Linked DNA regions of Hordeum vulgare: region 2 is linked to region 1. Evidence: chromatin contacts called from public Hi-C data. All regions are on one chromosome and are shown on one strand. Each heading gives the region's core, a stretch centred on a gene start, on an enhancer-like site or on the middle of the called end of the contact. The rest is flanking DNA. Distances are from core to core; before and after follow the strand shown.

Region 1 (2,913 bases), core at 267-2,766:
CCAGCACTGAGGTGAAGATGGTGGTGGGCTTGTCGCGGCAGGTCCCGGCAGCATAGGCTCCCATGATGCTCAGCAGGTCCACCACCATGACCGCCTGCAGGGGCATGAGTTGGAGCTGCTTCTTCAGGAGTGTGAGGAAGAGGACGAGGACGATGACCACAAGCGACGAGGCAAACGCGGTGGCGTTGCAGTAGAAGAACACGAGATACCGGACGTAGCTGGTGGTCTGGAGAATGGAGTCGCCGGCGAGTTGGTCCGAGGCGGCGACAGTCTCCTGCCAGACGCCCCCCGGCGGGTTGAACCCCGCGGTATACGTCACCGTGGCCACCAGCGTTGCCAGCAGCAGGATGTACTTGCTCAGGTCCAGCATGAGCTCGTTTGCAGGTGGAGGAGGCTGAGGATCCTGGGGCTGTCTGTTTCCATTTGTTAGATTGGTGGCAGAAGGTGGAGGATCCGGCTCGGGGCCGTCAATTGTGATCTCGGTTGGGCTGTTCTGGCGTGCTAGCTCGGCCACCATTTGCAAAGAAAAATGGTGCCTCAAGGTTCAACTTCAAGACCTGAATCTGTCTCCGGTATATAGCTGAGCCGGCAAGATTGCTCGTCAGCATGACAAGCTGGTATAACGTCATAAATAAATATAGAGGAGGAAAGCAAAAGAAAGACGGCATTGCAGCCAAATATATCGTTATGCATAGCGTCGTCGGATCGGCATCCGACGGACATCGTTCATCTTCTCGAGGAGATCACCTCCTGCATTATTTATTTATTTGTGTTATAAGGTTGGTGGCTGCCAGCACAGGCCGGAGACTGACTAGTGGTAATGGTGTTGTCGCCGGTCCCTGCTTCATCAGTAATGGGGCGTGGGGAAGATGGTGACACGCCACGAGGGGTGGTGAAGACACCGGATGTTGAATCCAAATAAGGTACACCCATTCGATAAACTGTGTTTTTGTGTAGTAACTTTCTTGTGGTTTTGTACACAGGCAGTTTACTGGAAAAAGCTAGAGCGTTAGTACTCAGTTAGTCAGAAAAACAGCACATGAAGCAGGGTATGAGTCGCATTTCTCGACGGTGCTGTTTGTTCCCGAGGGATATGATGCACCTGAACCTGATACCTCAAGACCAGGGTTCAAGTCCTTTCCAGTTTGAATCTATGCGCATGTTTCAGCTCTCAACGACAAGCACCCTGTGCAATACATATTCGTAAATTGGGAATAGCATGGCTGGACTGTCTACATTGCACCGTACTGGGACAAAACGTATTCCCTCCGTCCCAAAATAATTGTCTCAAGTTTAGTATAAAGTTAATATAACCTTGAGACATTTATTTTGGAACGGAGAAAGTAATTGCTTTTCATGTCTCTATGGTCGTGTTTGGTTGCCTGCAGACCTCTTTACATTTGTTGCTCCGTAGAGCCCGGCAGAGGTAATATAGGTTTTAAGCCATGTTTTGCACTTGTGTGGCTGCTTGTATTGCATCACGAGGTCGTTTGATACATGACATTTGGTTGGATGCGCTTACGGCTTCTTTGGATCATAGGATTAGAAAACACCGGAATTAGAGAAACAGAGGAATTTGACATGGTTGCAGGTACAAAACAGAGAAAAGCTACATGAATCGTCGTTTGGATGGAACATAGGAAAAGTGCTTCGATCCTACGCGAATTACTGTAAAAAGGAGGTTAGAGTGAATGTTGAAATTCCTATAGGATTGAGGCGTGGGAATGCAATCCATAGGAATTTTGGAAGTGTCATCCAAAGGGCTTCCTTAGGAAAAAAAATCCAATTGATTGGAATCCTTCAATCCAAAGAGGCCCTTAAGGGTTATGGTTGTGAAGATGTGAAAACATGTTGTTTGTTTACTCCTGGCCTATATTGTGGTCAGTGGTCACCCCTTCTCACTAGTGGTGATCTTACCAGACAATGTCAAATAATCATCATGCAGTACGGGATTGACACTGTTTCACTCCTAGCTACTAAATAAATTCGTTGTAGGTACTAAGAAATGGCAGTACAAATTAACAAACATATGGCTCAGTGGAGAATGTTTCATCAATAGCGATGAAGTGTGTGTGTGGGGGTGGGGGGGGGGGGGGGAGGTGTCTTCTTCTTCTTCTTCTTCTTCATCAGATCCTTGTGTTATCTTTGGTAGCCCACATTGCCTCAGCCCGCTTCAACCTTTTGCTCTTTCATGATTCATTATCATATGCCTTGACACCACGACAAGACTCAACATCATCAACAATCACATCTTCTCATCGAGATACCACTCCACAATCCAGTTATGAAGCACACAAAAGCTTAACTTGGATGTAGAAAGGGTGGAATTGCCTGTCATCAATGATCTTAAATCCATTTTTCAAAGAACCAACTGCTCTCTGATACTTGTGATCTACATTGGGTTTTTTCCGAAGAGGAGGGGATGATGCAGCATAGTATAGATAAGTATTTTCTTCAGTGAGAACCAAGGTTATCGAACCAATAGGAGGATCACACAACATCCGTCTTCAACACGTATACACAAAATAGCAAACACTTGCATTCAACGTAGTCAGGAGGGTTGTCAATCCCCTTGAACTCGTTACTTGCAAGCAGATAAGTAGTGTAGATGATAGTTGGATAAATATAAATTGCAAAATAAATTGAAAGTAAATAAAGGCAGCGAGGAAATAGTTGCATTTGTAAATTTATATGTGAATAGACCCGGGGCCCATAGTGTTCTCTAGCGGCATCTCTCTCGAAAAAGGCAGACGATGGGTAAAGAAATTACTATTGGGCAACTGATAGAAAAGCGCATAGTTATGCAATATTTATTCACAACAATGATCATGTGTACATATGCATCACGTCCATAAGCAAGTAGATTGACTCCTGCCTGCATCTACTACTATTGCTCCATCCATCGACCGCTAT
Region 2 (2,913 bases), core at 192-2,691, 240 kb after region 1:
GCAGGCGGTGGCGGGGGCGGCGTCGGCAGGCGGTGGCGAGCGCGGCGGCAGGCGGTGGTGGCGGCGGCAGGCGGTGGTGGCGGCGGCAGGCGGTGACGAGCGCAGCGGCAGGCGGTGGCGAGCGCGGCCGGCGGGGCCGAACGGGCGAGCGGGCGAGCAGCGGACGGCTGGGGCAAGCGCGGCCGGCTGAGGCGAGCGCGGCGAGCAACGGCCGGCTGGGGCGAGCGGACGAGCAGCGGCCGGCTGGGGCCAGAGCGGTGGATGCGGAAGGATGGCAAAGGATAAGATTAGATGCGGGAGGATGGGATTTTTTTTACTGGTATTCCCCAACTAGCTCCAATTAACACCTCTTCTTAGGGATAGTTTTTTTATGGGTTAGTTTCCATCTAACCCAAACTAGCACAAATGTTTGGATACTTTGAGGGTTAGTTCAGCTCCAACTAGCCCCAACTAGCTCTAACATTTGGATCCAAACAGGGCCCTTATCCTCTTGCGTCTCTTGCACTCGCGCTGCATGATGGGGCTGCTTGGACATGGTATCTCTGAAAAAGATCACTCCCTCCTCTGTTTGCAGTGTGAAACTAGTGGGAAATGCATTTGGATAATCTTAGCGGTTGGTGTTAGGAACCAGGCGACAGGCACGAAGACTTGGGGATTGGCAATGGCAAGTCTTCGGGTGCGAGGATGGATGCATCTGGTGGCAGCTTGATGTCTTGTCGTCCTCGCCGGACTTCAAAACATGCCGATCTCTGTCCCTCTGGCAGCCTGGTACTTGAATGGCATGATATATTAGCTTGCCATGCACGTGGCATCTTTAAAATAGTAAATCTAGCACGATTCTCGCTAGATACTACACAGACACAGTCACACAGCACCCCCAACAAACCTCTGCACGGTAGTCTGTTTTCACACACGCCTTTTGTAGCACTGAATGAAATACTGTAAACTTTCAGGCGTCACAATCCATGAATTGCAAATTATGAAGATAAACTTTTCGTATATTCTCGAAGTTAAGTTAAGATGAGAAAGATAGGAGTAGATAGAAAGGGCAAAAGGAAGAGCTAGGATGAGAGATTAAAGGCAACAAGACAACAGACCTCCTTGCAAGCAACATTCTCTCTCTCTATATATATATATTTTTCATTCAGATGGAAAGACAGATGGAACACTGTCTTGGATGTTTGTGCAAGTTGTATTATGGCTTCACAATACTGTACTACTACAATGTATTCTATTGCAATTAGATAGGCCTGGATGTACTTTACTAGATATGCTGTAATCTGATTATCTCAACCCAGCACACATTTTGCCCACGTAAAGTTGTGCTGCTCCAATTTAGGTAGGAGTGTAGCAAATACTCCAGAAACTAGGAGGAGTGGACTGCAGAAAAGGACTGCTGCGCTTTTATGGCCACAACGGCGAAGCTTCGGCCATTTGAAACGGTCCACGTTTTCGGCCATTGGATATTTCTTCATCTTGCCCACTTCCCCCTTCCTGTGCAGTGGAACTGTGGAACACTCGAATGTGAAGGAGGGTGCACCCCCAGAGACCAAGACCAGCGCCGCATACCCAGTTCATCTCAATCTTGCAAACCCACATAAGCTACAATCTTTAGAGAGGAGCTAGAGATTTCGCAAGCAATCCCAAACCCATGGAGGATTCCGGAGAGCAGAACGGCAATGGCCATGCCCCTGCAGCTGCCGGCAACGCTCCCGTCGAGCCGCAGCAGCCAGCCGGCGCCGACGAGGCCGAGCTCCTGTGGAAGCTGAGGAAGTACCTGGTGCTGATGGCCATCCTCGTGGCGGCCATCACGTTCCAGGCGGGGCTGGCCCCGCCCGGCGGCGTCTGGCAGGAGAGCAAGAAGGGCCGCGTCGCCAGCGACATCGTGATGAGGTACAGCTACCCCAGGCGGTACCATGTCTTCTTCTACTGCAACACCACGGCGTTCGGGGCCTCGCTCATGGTGCTCATACTGCTCCTGGTGAGGAAGGTGAGCCGGAATCCGGTCTGGCTCCGCGTGCTCCAGTTCGCCATGATCCTGGGCTTGCTGGGGCTCATGGGGGCATACGCCGCTGGGAGCTGCAGGGAGGTGATGACCTCTGTTTACATCTGGGTGTTACTGGTTGGCATCTTCGCCTATGTCACGCTCCATGTGGTATTCTTCAAGCACCTGGCACCTGAGCGGCTGCGAAAATTTCTATCCCGTGTCAGTGAAAGTTGGAAGGGAACTCTGCTGCACATTTTCACGTCATCAAAACCAGATGAGCAAAAGGCTTCAAATGCAGAGGGGATAACCGATGGGCGAGTCGCTTCAATCAGGACGGAAGAACTTGAAAGAAATGGCAGCTCCGAGCAGGTTCTTGCAGAAGAAGAGAAGAAGAAAAAGGAGAAAGAGGCTGCAGACAGAGAGGAAGAAGTGGAACATCTTGAAAGAAATCGCAGCTCCTTGCTGGTTCTTGCCACACTGGCAGCAACGGTGACTTATGTCGCAGGGCTATCTCCTCCAGGTGGCTTCTGGTCTGATGATAACAACAACCACATTCCTGGTGACCCGGTGCTGCGAGACCACTACCCACGCCGGTTCAAGGCCTTCTTCTATTGCAATGCCACTGCTTTTGCTGGATCGCTCGTCATCATCATCATGCTCCTGAGTCAAACAGCGTTGGATCATGTTGTCAAGTCAAATGCTCTGCGGTTGTGTGTTCTAGTTAGCCTCTTTGGACTTATGGGGGCATATGCTGCTGGAAGTTGCAGGGAGGTCCATACATCTATCTATGTCTTCGCACTTGTTGGCGCAGTCTTTCTCTACCTCATCATTAAGTTTATTGGACCTGTTGTGCCCAAGCCAGAGTGTGTAGGAAACATCATCAAGCGCGTGGAAAAGAAGTGGGATAAACTGCTTACGAAGCTGAA

The links. A called contact is a pair of places that touch in the nucleus more often than the background predicts.
Region 2: a Hi-C map of seedling shows a contact between it and region 1, with 5 times the contacts expected there. The contact joins the promoter of LOC123413077 here to the promoter of LOC123412667 in region 1. A contact is called at or near these places in 5 of 6 Hi-C or Micro-C datasets (leaf, seedling and an unstated tissue) and 1 of 1 datasets of contacts at active chromatin or transcription factors (embryo).

The regions. Positions count from the first base shown.
Region 1 is chr7H:130,513,556-130,516,468 of MorexV3_pseudomolecules_assembly, forward strand. LOC123412667 reads right to left here and starts at 1,517. Exons shown (of 2, transcript XM_045105614.1): 1 at 1-1,517. The coding sequence starts at 517.
Region 2 is chr7H:130,757,531-130,760,443 of MorexV3_pseudomolecules_assembly, forward strand. It overlaps LOC123413077, which reads left to right and starts at 1,442. Exons shown (of 1, transcript XM_045106022.1): 1 at 1,442-2,913. The coding sequence starts at 1,652.